Linked DNA regions of Gossypium hirsutum: region 1 is linked to region 2. Evidence: chromatin contacts called from public Hi-C data. All regions are on one chromosome and are shown on one strand. The core of a region is the stretch at or near the end of the contact, and the rest is flanking DNA. Distances in the headings are between cores, read along the strand shown. Region 1 holds the start of LOC107940031 (PGR5-like protein 1A, chloroplastic). Region 2 holds the start of LOC107938262 (cyclin-dependent protein kinase inhibitor SMR3).

What was found. Hi-C and Micro-C count contacts between places; a contact is called where the count stands out from the background.
Region 1: a Hi-C map of leaf shows a contact between it and region 2, with 1.8 times the contacts expected there. The contact joins the promoter of LOC107940031 here to the promoter of LOC107938262 in region 2. A contact is called at or near these places in 2 of 34 Hi-C or Micro-C datasets (both in leaf).

Annotation. Positions count from the first base shown.
Region 1 is chrA07:17,423,720-17,428,762 of Gossypium_hirsutum_v2.1, reverse strand. It overlaps LOC107940031 (PGR5-like protein 1A, chloroplastic), which reads right to left and starts at 2,651. Exons shown (of 7, transcript XM_016873442.2): 1 at 2,089-2,651; 2 at 1,940-2,002; 3 at 1,750-1,836; 4 at 1,165-1,402; 5 at 1,013-1,086; 6 at 763-861; 7 at 251-517. The coding sequence starts at 2,310. The coding sequence ends at 431. It overlaps LOC107940037 (respirasome Complex Assembly Factor 1), which reads left to right. Exons shown (of 5, transcript XM_016873445.2): 5 at 1-129. It also overlaps the pseudogene LOC107940038.
Region 2 is chrA07:17,254,957-17,259,934 of Gossypium_hirsutum_v2.1, reverse strand. LOC107938262 (cyclin-dependent protein kinase inhibitor SMR3) reads left to right here and starts at 3,206. Exons shown (of 2, transcript XM_016871354.2): 1 at 3,206-3,469; 2 at 3,586-4,263. The coding sequence starts at 3,630. The coding sequence ends at 4,139. LOC107938258 (a long non-coding RNA gene) reads left to right here. Exons shown (of 7, transcript XR_005930427.1): 7 at 35-389.

The DNA.
Region 1 (5,043 bases), core at 1,402-3,901, 170 kb before region 2:
GCTAATGGTTAAATTTCACTATTGTTTATACTTTATAACCTAATTATTTGACTAGATATCTAGAGGGTGTAGTGTTAAAAATGCCTTTTCGGATCTTGAAGCTATAAAATTTTGGAATAGCAGCCCAAAACAAATGGCCTTTCCCTTATGGAGAAAGATGACTATATAACCAGTCGATTGGATGAATGCAGTGACAATAATGTCCTAAAAGTTGGCTCGCTGTTTTGCACTACATTAACACTCTTCAACAGCAAAAGATAACCATTTATTTTTCTTATTAAGTACGATTAATTTTAAGAGTCTCGACAATTCGTTCTAAAGTATAAGAAGTCTGGTAGTCGATTTAGTTTCTTCAAAAATAAGTGAAAAATCAAAGAGAAAAGAATCGTGCTTCTATTAACAGTTACGTTGTGTACGCATTGCAGAAGGCTCACATCCACCTCCGACTTCTACCTTTTCGTGAGACGAGATATATACGACCATATACCCACTTTCTCCCAAGTCTAGATACAGATTGCTGTAAAAACGTAAAAAACAACTGTGTCAACAACAAAAAATCCTATGAATATGTCCTGCAATCCCCATTTCCTATTCAGAACAATTTATGATATGTAAATCATACAAAATATTATGAAAACAAAGACGAACGTGTGATCTAAACACTGAAAAGAGGAAACATTGAAGTGAATCCTGTGAAACTAAAAAGTTAACAAGTTCTATAAAGGCCTTGTATCTATATCAAATGTAAGCAAGCTACATTACCTCAGTCTTGGCACGAAACTCTAGAGTGCAATCACAGACATGACAATCTGCTCTCTGGGGGGAACCATTGAATTTTTCTGATTTCACAAATGCAAATACCTATAGCAAAATAATAAATCAGTTAAGATTGATAGTGGTTAGGTTTGTAGGAGAAGATCTAATGTCTAGGTCGAAAAAAGAAGGATATGGTGGTGCTTTTAGATTTCAGAGACATAAAATAAGTGCAAGAAAAAAATTTGTATAGATTCACCTCCTCCCCACAATTAGGGCATGCACCCTTTAGAGCTACCAAGTCATTTCTCCACAGTCTTAGAAGCACCCGAACTGGAGAAAGTATGAATTAGTATAATTCTGAGGCATCAGTCAAAAGCAAGATAAATATCACATTGTTAGAAGTCTTACCAGCAGCTGATGCAAGTGGATAGCCAGTCACTGATCCAATGCCCATAAAGAGAATGCCATTAACCGTGGCAAGAAACTCCAAGTTGGCCGCTTGGCTGTCGTATGACGCACCAGAACTGAATGGATCTTGATACGCTAGACTAATGGTGTAAATGATAGGCACAAGACACAACGTACAGCCAAATGCAAAAATAAGGATCCATATGCTTGCTAACGCCAAACCTTGAGACAAATCTTCCTGCCCTACATCCAAGAACAGCTCAATATTCAACCAGAACACATACAAATAACAAAGAGAACATATCACTGATCCTACCCACCATTTCCCAAACAACATAACAACACAATGGATCAAAACTCAATCTTTTGCGACGCATTTAACATATAGAAAAAGTACCATACGAGACCTTTACCACATCAGCTATAAGCATATGCTGAACAATTCAGGGTGTAACATAACATAAACGGGTTTTCTTTTTTACTACATTAACAGTTGATTTGGGACAAAGATAAAGCATTGAACAGAACATAAAAACCAGGAAAAAAACGAGATATAAACAAATAGATGATTCTAAAGAGAATTACCTCTGCATCTGCATAAGTAGAATGTCTTCTTATACTGCAACGAGGGTACTTAACAACGGATTTCGAACCATACCAACGTAGTTTTAACTGCATATAAAAAGCAATTACATTTACCATATATCAATTAATATTAAATTAAAGAAAAACTTTCACTGATAAAAAGATTAAATGTTTAAACAAAGTTAGTTACCTCTACTCTATCAAACATGTCATCAACTATCAAAGGCTCCCCACTGTAATAAGCATCCCGAGCCTGATCATTTGATTCCAAGAACAATTTTTAATTAATTCAGTTAAAAAACAGCTTAGGTGTTGAAATTAGTGAATAAAATCTCTTACTTGGCGATAGAGAGCTTCTAAGGTTTCTTGACTGGCAGTCTCGATAGGGCCAACGAATATGCAAGAAGGCCCTTCCTCCTTGGCGGAGGTGGTGAAGCCCTGGCTATTGCTGGCGGAGAAACCCGAGACTCGAACCGAGAAGGGTGGTGGTTTGGTCCGGGATAAGGGTGGCTTAACGACGGCGGAACCTCCGACGACGTGAGGTCTAACGGAGTGGGACATGGCGGGTATATTAAATGTGACGGAGGGAAGGGAACATTAGGCGTGTGGAAACTGGAATCTGGAAATGGTTTTGCGACCACGAAAAATGATTGGGGGATTTGGAGGGTAGGGAGTTAGGGTTTATAAATGGTGATGGGGATGGGATTTTGAGGAGAATTTGTGAATGGTGATCGTGTTTGGGCGCGTAAATATCTGCTTGCTTGGTTGGCTGATCCTCTTTGGTGATTGGTTCTGGATTTAATTTCCGTCTCTGTCCATCCCAATTACAAATATGTGCTTCACACTCCAAACCCGGCTTTCATATAACTCCATTCTATCTCAATTCACCAGTTTCATTTTTTAACTTACCTTAAATAACCCTTCCCAATTATTTATTCTCTTAAGTCTTTTGTCGAGGTCAACTTAATATATACAATGGTATTTTAACACAATCAGGTACTTAATAAATAGCTTAGATAATAGACATTTAATCCTTTCGTATTTAGATGGGTAACTTTTTTTGTTTACACTTTTTGGAATGTGATTGGGTTTATATGTAAATAGTCTCTGGGTTAATTGAGAGTGAGTTGCAAGAACATGAGGGCATTGGTAAAAATGAATCCTTGCCTTCAGTCTTTTTGCTACGTGAGATACTTTTTTTCCCAGATTGCGGTTTTCTAAGAGAAAGATTGGCACTAGTATTTACAATAAGCAAAACAAAAGATTCATGGTTGTTCCTCCTCCTAGTTTCTTATGCTAATACATCTCCCCCCACTTCAACATTTTTCATTGAAAGGAAAAGCTGGATCACATCCATGGGAACGCACGCTCTTCGAGTTTCACCAAATGCTTTCGACATTCATGTGCCCCGTTTCCCAAGTTTGCTTGAGAAGAAAGGATCCCATTCGTAGCCTCCAAGTTTCCCAAATGTGAAATACTTCCATGACTCTTGCTCAGGAAATTCGGAATTCACTTCTTTCCCATCTTTCATTTGGTTCCTCATTGTTTCAACTCTGTCAAGAACTCCTTTAACTGTCAGATTGAACGCATCTTCGATGGTTTGCAATCTCGAAGCAGGATCTGCATAGATCACATTTGGAATCAGCTTTATGACCTCATCTCTCTTTGCTGCTCTTTTATCTCTTGGGATTCTTTGCAACAGTTGTTCAATGTTGACCTCGCGCACTGGCCGGTATCAGCGCAGAATATTTGGTGTAATCCTTGGGGAAATGCCATAAATATTGAACATATGCAGAACCTGGATGGAAGAAAACTGGAACGCAGCCTGCCAATATTGAATCAAATATTGACCTCCTAGTGTAGGAATCCCCAGGAGGTTGTAGGCAAAAGATGGAGCTTTGTAACAACTTCATCAAACTTTCTGGCTTGTAGCAACTCTGGGTTTGATCACATTCTAGGAACCTGCATCTCTTCCTTGACACTAGTCACTGGTCGATAATTTCATTGCGTATACACTCGTCCCAACTAGGCCTTCATGCACCTGCAAAAGAGAACAAGAAACGTCTCTTCAGTTCTCTCATTCTGTTCTGCCATTGGAACACATCATCATCTCTTGAAGGGTGGAAATAAGTGGGATACGGAATCGTGAAGTCGTTGTTGTTCCAAGGACTCGACTCGATTATCAGCATTGTCATGTTCTTTGATTCGGGGTAACTCAAAAGCCCATTGCCCCAATCAGACACATTCTTGAGGTCCCTCCTGAAATCCCAATTGATTCTTCCAGCAACCAAGAAATGGTCTCGACCCCACATTTTTTTCCATTCAGGTCTACCCGCAAGCCACTTGACAAGCTCCATTGCATCATGGTCTCTCCTATAACCAATAGGATCCCAAAGGTAACGACCAACATCAAGGCCTGCATAATATGGAACATAGATTGCTGAAGCCACCATTGGATCATTAGTTAAACACTGGTACTGCTTCATCCTGTTGTGGAAAATGACTTCTAATAAGAACTGGTTCGTCGAAAACCAGCCAGTTTTTGAATAAAGCTTTTCATTGCTCGGAAGAGTGGGGCCTAGGCCAAGGTTTAATGCAGACTCACACATATCCGTCCATGAACTGAGCGACTGGCAGTTGTCCAGCAAGTCTTGGTTAAATTTCCTAGGGATATCATGAACAAAAATGTACCGACCCAAACAAGGCGATGGATAGGGTTCCGGTTTTACGATATTTTGTGGTTTTGGTTCTTGGGGTTTTACCACATTTTGTGTTCTTGGTTGTGGAACAACTTGCTCTATTTTTTTGGGTATGGTAGTGGCTGCAGCAACAGCCTCAACAGGTTTAATCCTGCCTCGTCTCTTGCTACTCTTGGCTTTCCCTTCTGCCCCTGATAATGGGGCGTTCATCCCTCACATTTCTGAACTCTTCTTCCAGTATTTTACCGGATATTGTCTCGAAAGTTTCGGTTTCATTATCATCAGCCATCAACGAAGCGATCAACCAATCGATATCCCTGTCGATGTAAAACTTAATAGGCTTCCTATCGTTTTCCGTTTCATAAATGGCCTTTCCCACATTATCTTCAATCTTAACATCATTAACATAAGAAGCATTCCCTGTTTCATCTTTAACAACATCATGTATAGAAGACTCGGACGAACCCACAAAACCGGTTCGATTGTTGCCTAAGAAACTATCCCCCATCTTTCCAAATGTCATAGATGAAGAATACAAGTAAAACAGTGAGAACCATATAAGAAAAGAGATCAAAACAATGTACCAGGATTGGGT
Region 2 (4,978 bases), core at 1,957-4,456:
TCCATACTCAGCGTACGGTTGTTTCCGTGCGCAGGTTAGTAGAAGTCAAGTGTCCCGACTCAGCATCCAGAACAATCCCGACTCCAACACAAACTTGGTGATGTATATTTTTCTTTTGGGTAAAGGTGGCATGTACATAGGTGCTGTTTAGTCACTTGAATATGTATATTACTTTGAGTAGTGAAGGATGAATTATAAGATTTAGATGGTTAAATGAAATGGTAACGAAAGTACATGATATTTTGATACATGAACATTAAGTTGTTAAATGAATGAAGTTTATAATCAAATTTGAATGATGCTATGATAGTTATTAATTTAAAATTATGTTAATGATATAAATATTAGTTATATGAATGTGAAACATTGGTGTTGGTGATTTTGGTTTGAATTTGCAGGAGGTTTAGGTAAAAATAAGCAGAAATGTTGCCGAAATTTTTTATAAAAAAAAAATTTAGAATACTCGAACAAGTCCCGTTCTACTTTTAATACGTGTTTGAACTTCGAGAGTCCTAGATAGGGATTTTAATTATTATATTATACTATGAAAGTTATATTAATTGTAAATTATTCGTAAGTTGTCTGATATGTCCGGTAATGCCTCATAACCTCATTCCGGCGACGGTTTGGGGTTAGGGGGTGTTACACTTTCCTCTCATAACCAGACGCTGTTCATTGCTTAGGCTCTCCTTGACTGTGCTTGCAAAGATAAATCCATCCTATCTCAGCAGGTTCTAACCCTAACATCATCTTAGCTTCACAAAAGGAATCATTATGACCTAATCGGCCACAAAAGAAGCCAAATAGAGATAGTCTTTCATACTTAAATCTGACATAATAGCATTTGCCACAGAACATAATTTGCTTCTTCCTCTTAAGAGGGCGTCGAATATCAATTTGGACCCGTATTCTCATAAAATTTCTATGTTCTTGCCCCAAACTTGAGCCATCATATTCCATAAAATTTCCCAATTTCATAGCCAGATTTTCAAAATAATATCCTATGGAAACATCGTGAACTTGTTCCCAGAAATGAGTTAAGATTAAAGGAACTTTTAAAAGATCCCCTCCCCATTGTAACTTATATAAAATCAATGGATGATTGTTGAACATCCAAGGTGATCCCTTTAAAACTCTTTCCATATCCATAATATGAAAAAATTGAAATAAATCCCTTTTTCCCCCCAAATCTCTAATTTGAATACCCCTAACTGGATGCCATAAATTAGCCATAGTGCTTTTCATTGCTGGAAAGTGAATAATGCTGGATGTTAGAAAACACCCCACCAATCTGAGAGCTCATTCTTCCCTTTCTATATTTGGATCCACTTGTACTTGCAAAACTGTTTCTTCTTCATAGAGAGTTAACCCTGCAAAATATGTTTCCATGGTTGCAAGAGTATAGCCAATAGTGTGGGAAGACAATTACTAAAGCTATTAAGAATATTGAAAATATGACTGCCGTCAACAGAGAAGACACAAAAAAACCTAAAGACTCGCCAAAGAGGTCAGACAGTAACGTGCTAGGGTAGCAGACTAATTGTCAATATGGAGGATTTTTTTTGTTTCCTTACATCAATTTACGTTTTAAATGTATTATGCATACTTTGTTATCTGTTGGGTCCCAACCCCTATTTTAACAAATCAATAAGTATTAATATAAGGATAGCCTTGTCTTTTTATATAAAATCTAGAAAAAATTCATGCTTATGATAGGATTTAAACCCAAAACATTTGACATATAATCTCCTAATTTGACCATTTCAACTAAAGTAATATTTGGTTTTTACATCAATTCTTAATAAATATAGTATATAATGATTTTTACTCACATTGTGGCTATGCCATAATCTTATTAATAATGTCATTGATTAATTTAGCATCATAACCTAACTCGATACCAATTCAAGAAAAATAACAATGCCATGATAAACAATTGAAATGCATTTACCTATTTAAATTTATTTACTTACTATTTAATCTATATTTTTATTTTAATTTCAAAATATTGCATTTGTATTATTATTAATTTTAAAATTTACATTTGTTTATTAATGTATAAATGCGTGGTTATAGAATTCTAGTATACATTAGTTAAAAAATCAAAATATAAATCAAATCTCAGTGTGTAGCATATCCAGTTTCCAGTGCAGGAATCCTAAGCCTAAAATCAAAAGCATTCCTTCCAATGTATTGCAATGGGACCCATGTGAAAACATGCACTGCAGCTTTCTGTTCTATTGGAAAATATGTGGGGGAAACAAAAAAGGCCTTGAATTTATTAAATACAATACCTGGATCTCAGTCTCTATGCTTTTGGAGAATCATTTCACATTCTTGAATATTGTTTCACTTCTCTACCATATTTTACCATATCTAGTCCTCTTTGGAGAGGCGATGCTAAAACTCTGGTTTGTATGTGACCTTAACTCATATCCTCATAATATCCCATATATATGTGTGCGTGTTTGACTTTGGGTTTCTCCATTTGTATCTCTGATCTATATATAATTTTGTGAAACAGATTTATGTTGTAATTGGGATCTCCTACATATATACATAGTATCATGCTCTTGCTGCATCTTAAAATTATGAGCTTCAATAGTTCAATTATGAATCGTGATTAGTATATGAGGCCAGGCCATTAAGAAAGCAAAGTAAAAAAGAAAAAAATAATGAATGGCAATGATATTGCTCGAGAAATATATATATTTTTTGCAGGTTTGCTTTGACAATCATTTAGAACCCCCATTGATCCCTGGCAACCCTTCTTGTAAGAGATCCAAAAAACCAGCAGCCAATGTCCAAGGAGTGGATCACAACATGGGGTACATGGCTTAAAACCAGACACCCCAACAATGTCTTCTTTCGGACATGAAAAATTATTATTATAACATTTTCTTTTACTTACAAAACAAACAACAACGAAAATTCATGGAAATATAATAATAAAAACACATTTGAATACTGATATCAAATGGCATATCTCTCCTTTGAGTCCATGTAGTAAACCACGTGGTTTGATGCATCAAAGAGGAAAAAAGCGATCGAGTAAACGCGATTTGTTTTGTATATAGTTAGTTAATGGGTGACGCTAGCTTTTAGTAAGAGTAAAAGTGACTTCACCCTCTCAAGAAAAATAAATAATAATAATAATAACAGGTAAGCTAGAAAGAGACTTTTTATTTATTATATATAGAGATATAGAGATAGGATGTGAAAGAGAAAGATTTGTGTGGGTGTGATTATATATGGTGCTGCATTGGATCCTTCGCCAAAGGGTGTTTTCAAAGCCTATATCTGTTTTGCTTTCTTCATCACAAACATCTTGAGAGAGAGAGAGAGAGAGAGAGAGAGAGCTAAATTCCAAAGAAACAATCAAGAAAGATGGTGATGTGATGAAGTAGCGCCCCTTCCCATCTTTTGTTCCTTCCTTCTCTTCCAGGCTTTTCATGCGTTGGGTTTTAGGGTAACTACCTTGTACTTGTTGTCTTTTTCAATGCATATGATCATCTATCTTTCTGATCTCGATCCTAGAGCTCATTTTTCTTGATTGGACTTTACGATTTTTTTTGGGGGGACCAGGGGGGGGGCGGGGCTTGGTTTCTTCATGTACGGGAGCTAAATTCATGGGTGTGTCGAATTCAGAGATGTTTCTCACTGAGAAAGATCTAACCAGTAGCATGGAAATCAGTTTCTTGGTTAGACGACGCCCTCCTTTAGTGTTACAACAAGGAGATGAATGTCAAATTACGACTTTCCAAGACGATTATGATGAGCCTCAGCAGCAAAAAGAAGAAAGACTAGGACAAGATCAACAAGAAGACAAATGCAAGACGTTGAAGATGGCTCCTTTGGAGTTAAAATTGCCATGTCCAAAGGTTGATGATGAGGAGGATAGAAACAACGATGGGTTCAAGACTCCAACTTCTTCGGACCATAAAATTCCTGTCATCCTCAAGTGCCCACCTGCACCAAGAAAACCGAAATCTCTCCCCATTTCACCCAAACGAAAAGCCTTTGGCCGTCGAATCCTGCTTGATTTCACTAAAGAGATGGAGTCTTTATTTCCTCCGGCTCTTCTTGCAGATCTAGGGAACAAGATTAAGAAAGTCAGACAAGGAAGTGACTTCAACTGATGTTATAATATATAGATAGATATCATGTATTTCTGTGAAGAATTTAGAATCATTTTTCTTTTTCTCTCTTCATCAATGCTATTTTCAGCTTCAATATTTCAACGCATTAGCTTCTGTTAATTTATGTTCCTTTTTTTTCCCCATGTTTTTGGGTGTTTTTAACAGAACCCAGTCTAAAAAACATAAAGATTCATCAAGTTGAAGTAGAAAATCATCATGGGTTTCAGCTTTGGATTCTTGGGGGTTCCTTTTTTGTCTGCTTTCCCCATAGACTTTGGGTTCTCTATGTCAAAGCTTTTGAATGGAGTGAAAATGGAGTCTTCTTTTGTGATAGAATGTGGCATTGACTTTATTTTGAGTTGAGAAAATGGGGTTGCCATTGACTTTCCCAAGAGAAGCAAACATACTCTTGTTTTTACCAGTTGGGTGAGCAAACTCAAGTGGGATATTCTCTCTGATCACAAATTATCCTGGCAGTAAATAATAGATGCTTTCGCTAAATTCAAGGTAGTTTTTTTCCCTTCTAAGTATAAAAATAAATAAAACACAGTATACATTGTGATCCAAAGAATAATATAAATATATTTAAATAATAAAGAAAATATTAAAATTGATATAAATATATGTTCGCTCTTAGTTAATAAAGAACTGAAAATGATAGTTCATGTTTTGCTTTATGACAATACATGATCATCATCTCGTTTTCAACAATAAAAAGGTACATTCCCGAAAGGAAGTAATTTCTTGGAATTGCAACGTATCTACTTTCATGTTAATATTTATTGAGCTTAATCATTCATGCTATATTATTACTATATATTTGACATTTTGGACTTCAT